Regions from separate parts of the Capsicum annuum genome. Here region 1 is linked to region 2. Evidence: chromatin contacts called from public Hi-C data. All regions are on one chromosome and are shown on one strand. The core of a region is the stretch at or near the end of the contact, and the rest is flanking DNA. Distances in the headings are between cores, read along the strand shown. Region 1 overlaps LOC107852991 (ultraviolet-B receptor UVR8). Region 2 overlaps LOC107852993 (PHD finger protein At1g33420).

The links. Hi-C and Micro-C count contacts between places; a contact is called where the count stands out from the background.
Region 1: a contact with region 2 is called in a Hi-C map of bud, with 4 times the contacts expected there. The contact joins two enhancer-like sites. A contact is called at or near these places in 3 of 5 Hi-C or Micro-C datasets (bud, leaf and placenta).

The regions. Positions count from the first base shown.
Region 1 is chr5:112,201,563-112,205,886 of UCD10Xv1.1, forward strand. It overlaps LOC107852991 (ultraviolet-B receptor UVR8), which reads right to left. Exons shown (of 12, transcript XM_016698021.2): 11 at 4,168-4,223; 12 at 3,327-3,763. The coding sequence ends at 3,677. Among protein-coding and RNA genes, the nearest start is that of LOC107852991, 97 kb to the right of the region's middle. Within about 2 kb of position 2,864, at least 4 of the 5 cell types and tissues checked have an H3K27ac peak or open chromatin away from gene starts, as enhancers often do. A contact at or near this core is called in bud and leaf, where this site is marked.
Region 2 is chr5:111,554,326-111,558,130 of UCD10Xv1.1, forward strand. It overlaps LOC107852993 (PHD finger protein At1g33420), which reads right to left. Exons shown (of 5, transcript XM_016698025.2): 2 at 3,759-3,805; 3 at 3,227-3,442; 4 at 2,467-3,084; 5 at 1,330-2,327. The coding sequence ends at 1,508. Among protein-coding and RNA genes, the nearest start is that of LOC107852993, 8.4 kb to the right of the region's middle. Within about 2 kb of position 1,681, at least 2 of the 5 cell types and tissues checked have an H3K27ac peak or open chromatin away from gene starts, as enhancers often do. A contact at or near this core is called in bud and leaf, where this site is marked.

The sequences.
Region 1 (4,324 bases), core at 1,614-4,113, 650 kb after region 2:
TTCAAACATGGAAATCATAAATCATAAATCTTGTATATTGAAAAAAGGGATTCTTGGGCTCCAAGGAAGGTAAGGATCATTGGATGAACATCTAACATACCTTAATTGATGAGAAGTTCTTGAAGAAATTCTTGGGATTGGCCGTGATTCTTGAGAGCTAGGGTTTGTTTGCTAGAGAGAATTACCTTTTGATTTTGGAGAAAAGTGAATAATGAAGGGTTTTACATGTTTTTAGGGCTTAAATCCCGTATCTGGGCGGAATAAAATCATGAAAAATATTGTTTTAACCCTAGGCGCAACTTTAATTTTTCAGAAATTTTTTCGATTTGGACCCCTGGCGCGATGCGCCACTATCGCACCAAACCACTCGAAAAATGACAACTGGGAAATTACATGGTGGTACAAAACGATGGTATCACGTTGCTACTTTATTTGCGAACTAGAAGTGCACCGCGACGCAGTGAAATTGAGTTGGCACACTAGAAATAGACAATTGTAAACTAGTCTATGGCGCGATACTCCAATATCGCGAAGCAACACTGAAAATTGACAACTGTTATTTTAACACACTTCGCGACGCGCTACTGGCCTGAATGACGATGTTTAACGACTGAAACTTAAAATCGCCATAACTTCTTGTCCGGTCGTCAGATTTAGGCGGATTTTATATCGTTGGAAAGCTAATCGAATTTCCTACACAATGGCAGGCTCAAATCTAAAAATTACTGAGTATTTTAAAAAATTTATTTAGGATAACCCATGTACTGAGGGTTAATCTAGGCTAGGAAAATACAGGGTATTACAGTGTGGTGAGGCTATTTTGAGCTAACTAGTTTGTTGGTTTTTCTTTCATTTAGGTACCATGGCTGCCAATAATTTTAATGTCACGTTTGATAGCTTCAATGATAATTGTGAAGAATTCAAACAACACCTTGAAAAGATACGCCAATTGGTATCCACACTTATCCCACAAAACCTAATATTTCTTGTCCAAGCACCTTGTGATGAGAGCTTCCCAAAGGAAGAAGTGGTCTACCAAGACCCACACCAAGGTAAAGACCGTATCTCATATGAGCTATAAGGTAAAAACATTATTCCCTACACTCCAATAAACTTAGAATGTCGTGATGTGGCTAGTAGTAGCCAAATGGATGTAGTTACGGATTTGCCTAGAGTAGAGGTGTGTACGTCTTTCTTTTGTGATACTCATGGCATTGTTAGGTCTCATAAGGACCAAACTCTTGTTGTAAGTACACAAGCACTAGTTGATCTTTTAGATGACAAAATTAATTCTTCTCGTAAGAATGATTTGTGTCTATCTAGTGCTAGCACTTATAACTTGAGTAAGGTTTCATTACCAAGTAACAAGAGGAATTCACACACTAGTTGACCCTTGTGAAAACCAAGGTAAGTCTATGTTAGTATGTGAGCTGCCAACAACTAGTGGGGGCGTGCAAAATGACCAATCGGGTGAAGATGACCTTGATTTGCTTGGGTGTTTTGGAAACTCGAATTGTGATTGTACTTGTGAAAATGCTTTTGGTTGTTACCCCTTTACTACCCGTGGTGGTTTAAAGCTATGTGCAGATTACAATCTTGAAAGGGAGTATGGCCAAAACTTATGCCCATATCTACTTCTCCCATTTGATCCTGGTGACATCTTAGGGAGTAAAAGGAGTAGTCACGGCTTATGTTCATTATTGCTTGATGTTTATCCTAGCCACATTCTTTGTGATGTTGTAACAATGCTTTTCGTGATCAACACAAAGGATTCTTGGTTGTACATCAAATGTATACCAACATGGCATGGTGATGTTATTTATTTTTGCTAACTCTAACTCTCATGCCATGAGGATGTGTGCTTGTTTGTCTTCTCTTTGATTTTGCAATGTATGAATTCGAGGTCGAATCCTTTTCAAGAAGGGGAGGATGATATAGGCACGACCACGAAGATGGATGAGTGTGAGTTAATTGACCCGAGACTTGGAGTGTGCAAGTAAAGTGCAAAAGAGGGTCCAAATACACACCAAAATCATCCATACAATATTCCAAGGGCACCTTTGTTATTCACTCTTTATTAAAGGGTCTTTTGGACATTTCACATCTTATTTTGTAATAGCTATAAATAGAACATTTTAGGGTTTCATTCACTAGATTTTGATGAATATTAAAGTTGTAACACTTTGAAGCATTCCCGTATTGAGAGGACCTTTGGCCAAAACTAGGACAACTAGAGTGTAGATTCACTCGTGTTGTGTTCAAGCTTGGAAACATGGGTGCTTGGGGAGATTGACGTCCCTCTTGTGTCTACGTAAGAGTGTCGGTGTTAGTATTATATGTTTTAAGGGTCTTGGTGTTTGATACACACCTTTTTTCTTAGATCTTGTAATATTGTATGTCACACTACCTATCCTTTTCATTCTTGTAATCGTGTAGTTTGTGTTCTTATAATGTTGAAACCATGAATTGTGTTCATCTTTTTGTTGTTCTTGTTATCATTCTTGTTCATTTCGGGTGTGGACTGTTTTTAGTGTTGTTCACCTTGTAATCTTGTCAAAGTTGTTGTATTCTCGGCTTTGAGCACATTCTTTTTAGCCCTCGGGTTTTGTGTTATTAACTAGTTTGTGGTGGCTGTTTTAGGTTCATTCCTAGTTTGGTTTGTATCAACATTTAAGTCCATGCGTATAAGATGATTTTACATAGCTTTGTTGGGTTGCCACATGGCTCAACAACAAACAAAGTTTATCCACGTGGTGGACCTTTAGCCTTACTACCTGCAGAATTTCCAAGGAAATCCAAAAGTCCCTCAAGCCTCTTTATCTTTCCTAGCCAAAAGTTCCACAAGCTCTTGCTACTTTTCTGCAGAATGGGGAAAAGTTTTGCTCAGTACAAATGAATTTCCAAGGAAATCCAAAAGTCCCTCAAGCCTCTTTATCTTTCCTAGCCAAAAGTCCCACAAGCTCTTGCTACTTTTCTGCAGAATGGGGAAAAGTTTTGCTCAGTACAAATGACCCTCAAGCTCGAGCGAGAACGAACCATCAGATCTTTCGCTTGAATTGGAGTAATTTAGCGTATCATACTTTTGAGGCCAAATAGGCTCTTGCATACCTACAATATTATATATTATCACACAGCTGAATTGAAACTAATGCACCTCAAATTATCAAAGTAATATTAATCTTTCCTTTTTCCCACAAATAAAACCCAAATTAGGTGCTTGGGATAAACTTTCTAAGTCTATTTTCAAACCTATTCAAGCTACGTCAAATTTACTACGCTCCAAAAACTAAATCATCTTGGGTGGTTGAAACTTTATTTAGCACGACTTCATGTAAGAGCATGTTGCGCTTTCAATCTTTAATTGTTCTAAAACCAATAGTTACAGTCAGATATGCGTAGAAACAATAATTCTCCCTCCAAGTAGTTAAGAATATAAGTCAAAAGATCAGTTTTCTCACGACTTGCATGAACAATGGGAAGACACCTTCCCTCAGCCCACCCATCCCCACCCCACCCCACCCCACAAGGAAAAAAAAATGAAAATAAATATCATAGAAATACAGATCTGCAGAGCTCGTTGTCTAAACTTTAAATAGAGACACTAATATTTGAATATAAGATTGAGTGGAGAACATCCACAGCAACTGGCCGACCGCTACATTCATAGCTAGCAATCTCATAATCGTATCCTTTTCACATCATTTTCCGGCACATTTACGTCGTTTCCACTCCCTCTTACCGGAATCACTGCTTGCCTTGGCACCTGCAGATAAAACATAGCATTCAGGATCATTTCATGCCACCTTTAAGTTTCAGAGAAGGAAATCTGATGGTTGACCTTGACTCTATCTGCCCATAACACAGGACAATGCAATTCCAAACTCAAAGTTCTAACATCTTTTTGGACATTCTCCTAACTAGAATCAAGTGAGTTCATTAATAATGGCACAACCTAAGGAATCATTATACAAACCAGAAAAATTCATGGTTATGCCAATTGCATCAACCAAATGTCCAGGGTACAAACTTACCCATTCATAATCTAACCAAGCACTGCATGAAATAAATTTGATGCACCTATTGCACAGATGGATAATTTTAATGGGACAATGCCGATACTCTTTTAGACCATTAGAGAAAAAAAGATTGCTTAAATGGTGATCTTACGTTTTCATCTGGAACCACAGCGTATCTCTCTGTAGGTGAAACCCAAGATTTTTCAGCTGAAGAGAAAGTTATAAGAAAATATCAGATACACGGGATCATTTAATTCTGTGAAAGACAAAGATTACAAAGACAAGCAGAGAGAGAGAGAGAGAGATGG
Region 2 (3,805 bases), core at 431-2,930:
CATATATTTAGAGGTGCTGCAACTTTTTTTATTCTTAGGAAGGACTTAAGATAGAACTTGTCTAGTTCATCTTAATGAAATAGGTGAAATAGTTATTCCAAAGCCAAAAATATTCATTATTTTCACAATGCCACAAATTATGTTTTGGAATGAAAGATAATTTCAAATTTTCATTGAATACGAACAAGGAAGTTACACGTAATGCAACTATTAATCTCATAAAAAATTCAATCCTAACTCCGAATGAACATTGGCAGCATGCATAACCCATGCAAGTCAAACGGGAAATACAAAAAATGATGTTTCTAATGACGAACGCTGAGTAATGCGTAAGAACTTAGTCCTTCGAAGAAAATCAACCGAAATCAACGGCTAGTACCTATAAATTGAGGAGCAAACCAAAAATAACAGCTCATGCCCATAAATAGAGGAGCAAATGGAGGGATGCCCAAGGAAGAGCTCGCATCTAATTAGCTAGTTGATAAAGCAATAGATTACCAAAGCAATGATCATAGCCAGTCCAAAGAAAAAAGGATCTACCACATTGAGACTAAAACACGATTCACTCTTATAACAGGCAGTAGAGAGAAACTCTCAACAAAGACAAAAGCATGATGGAGTACTGTCACGTAGAGATATATCTCCACATGTCATAAACTTCTCCCGGAGGAGAATTCATAAAGATATCTAGAGAATAAGCATCGTCTAACTATGCAACATCGATGGAAATAATCAAAATGATGGAGCATAAAGCATATGTAAGAGGCTTTTCAAGTGATCGAAATAATCAAAATGACATAGCATAAAGCATATGTAAGAGGCTTTTTAAGTCCATCGTTAAATCCCAAGGCTCAATCCTAAGCAGTGAAAACTACCAAGATAAAGCATAGCAGGGGCAATGGTAAATTCCAATGAAATCCCAAAATGCATAGAGATCAATATCTAAAGTCATTCGATCCCCAATGAAAAATCTTCATCAAATCACCAACGTAAATCACAACTTTTATCTTACAGTTTCCCACCTCGCGACTTTGGTCAGACATTCAGTAGTCCTTTGAAATGAAAACTTGTCCTTCAACGGACTCCACAATCAAAACCAAGACATCTATATTTATTTATTGTATCCAGTTCACTGCTAATAGTTAAAAAGTAGACAAGACCAATGCAAATAGTTAAAAAGTAAAACATATTTTCAATTAGATTTAATAACAGATTTTCAATTAGATTTAATTAACAGTAATTTTGTTAGTAGTCTTTTTCCTTTTTCCTATTAACATGCTGCTTTCAGTAGTTTTGTAAAACATATTCGGAGATCAAGCGGCAGCCATCTGAAGAACATGTAAAAATACTGAGAAACAAGGATGTGACAACTTGTGAAGAGCATGGAGAAAGAAACTGGCCAGAATGCGCTGCTGAAATTTCTTCTCGCAGCCTGGCCTGTATGTACATATTATATCAAACCTGACAAAGGAAAAAACATAAACACTACTAAAAATCCCAGTACGCTTCAGACAGCATGAGCCAGACTCTTCCCTAATCCCGCACCAGCAACTGAATCATCCTTGCAATTACCGCTTGTATTCATAGTCTGACAAACACATCTGCACCTATGACAAATGAACCTAGCTGGAACAGCATCCAAGTCGGAGATCCCAGCACATCTGGTGTGCTGCCAAACACCACACACATCACAAGCTAACATCCTCTCTCCATCATCATCCTTTGCTCCACAGTAGCAATCCACAGTCCATCTCTCCGTTCCCCTTTCCATTCTATATCTACTCAGCCCATTTTTTCCCAGGAATTTTCCACGGACAGTCACATATTCAGCTGATCCTAGGAGTAGTTTGACCTGAGTAGATTCTTTCACGCCACCATATCCAACTAACTCATCAGCTTGGAACCGTCTGAACATCAAATATACATCTTGAAATGTTCTTGATGTCTCCAATTTCAAGTCAGAAATGGTAGCATCGGAGGGGAGAATCAATAATTCTGGAGGAGGGTTTCTCAAATGTACATCAGATTGCTCCATGATGTCCACCTCACATAGCACCTGGATTGCATCTGATTTTGTGATAGGCAAGAATCTTTCAGGTTGATATACCTTCATAAATTGCTTGCAATCAAGAACCGTAGTAGCAGAGTCAACAGCAACTTCCCTTCTGGTTAAGGGAACATGATCAGACATCGTCAGTGGGTTTAGCATACACTCGTACAAGTACTTCAGATCTCGACGCAGATGTTCCTCGGATGGAAAGTTTGGTGTGCAAGGTAATCTATTCTCGTTTGTATTCACATTAACCAGTGGGTTGCCAGGCTCAAGTCTGCAAAAGGTAAGAAAAATTAGTGAGAAAGCCAAAAAACAGAATAATCTACAACGCCACAAATTGTGCTATATACAAAATTGTAAATATTATTTAGCTTCCAAAAAGAAATATGGAACAGAGGAATTGATCTACTGACTTAAACTCCATGGTGCCGGAACCAGAAACGCTGCGGGCATTGACAACCATTCCATCAGCTGCCTGCTTCCCATGGAGTTCCTTTAGGCAATAATCAAGGAGTTCAGGAGAACCAGCTTTACACACAGCACCTCTAAGAGCACGCCAGCTCACCCAATTGGAACCAGAGACGGCCCGTAGAACTCTAAACATGGCTTCTTCAACACGTAAAATATCACTACTTGTCCATGCACACAAGACCTTGGAATCACAAGTTTTGCGCTTCTTACAACTGGCATCATCAGCGCCCAAGCCAGATTTGCGGGCATCACGGATTGAACTAGTTAAGAAAAGAAAAAGGTTTCTAATATTTACAAGCTCACGCTCTGACAAGGACTGATAGAATGAAATCAAGTCCTGCAAACGAGTGCGAGGCTTCCGTCCTTGACATAGAAAGATGGTCAAGGGCAGAGACGATAGGTTCTCTACAGCTTGTCTGTAGGAATCTTGAGTCAGAGCAAAACTACCAGCACCAAACTCATAACCCCATTCACCATACCACGGATGTCCTTTTGTGATGGCATGTAATAAACGTAACTCCAAACCATACTTCTTTGAAACATCCATCACGCTGATTTTTCTGACCACATACAAGGAGAAGATTAAATCATCAAATATAGCTCATTAGCGAACCAAACTTTAAAAGATTGCTGCAGTACTTGGTGTAACATGTTAAATTTTATAGTTCCTACGACATAACGTCTAAAATAAATGATGCTTACCTCACTCCAAGAACCTTACAAAGTCTGTCCCAGAAATTTATTATACGACTTCCAGAAAGCAACCTGGATCCACCTTCTCTACCGTTTATCCTGAGAAGATGTCCATAGCCATTGGCATGGATCACGCCATGCAGAAGATGACTGGTATCCTCTAACTGGTGGTACATCCAATCTTCAACGTCTTCTGTGGTCATGACATGATTGCATGACTTGCACCTGACAAGACAAACTAATGTATTTAGTTTAAACATAATTAAGATCAAGATAAACAAAAAAGAGTTCATATAGCCATTGGCAAGAGGATTTAAGCAGACCAGATCCACAGAGATAACTAACTCAATTACTCAACAGTTTCCAAAATGACTAAACCACAGAATAAATCGGAATATTGCAAAATTCAATGGAAAAGTGTGAAGGACGTTACTAGGGGAACATATGGACAATGTCATGACATATGAAGCCACATCAAAAGGGAGAAACAACAATTTCAACTTGCCAAAGAAAATCCTAAGGGAAGTATATAAATTTTTACCTAGACTCCGATAAGTGAAGGGCTTCACCACATCCAGAACAGGACTT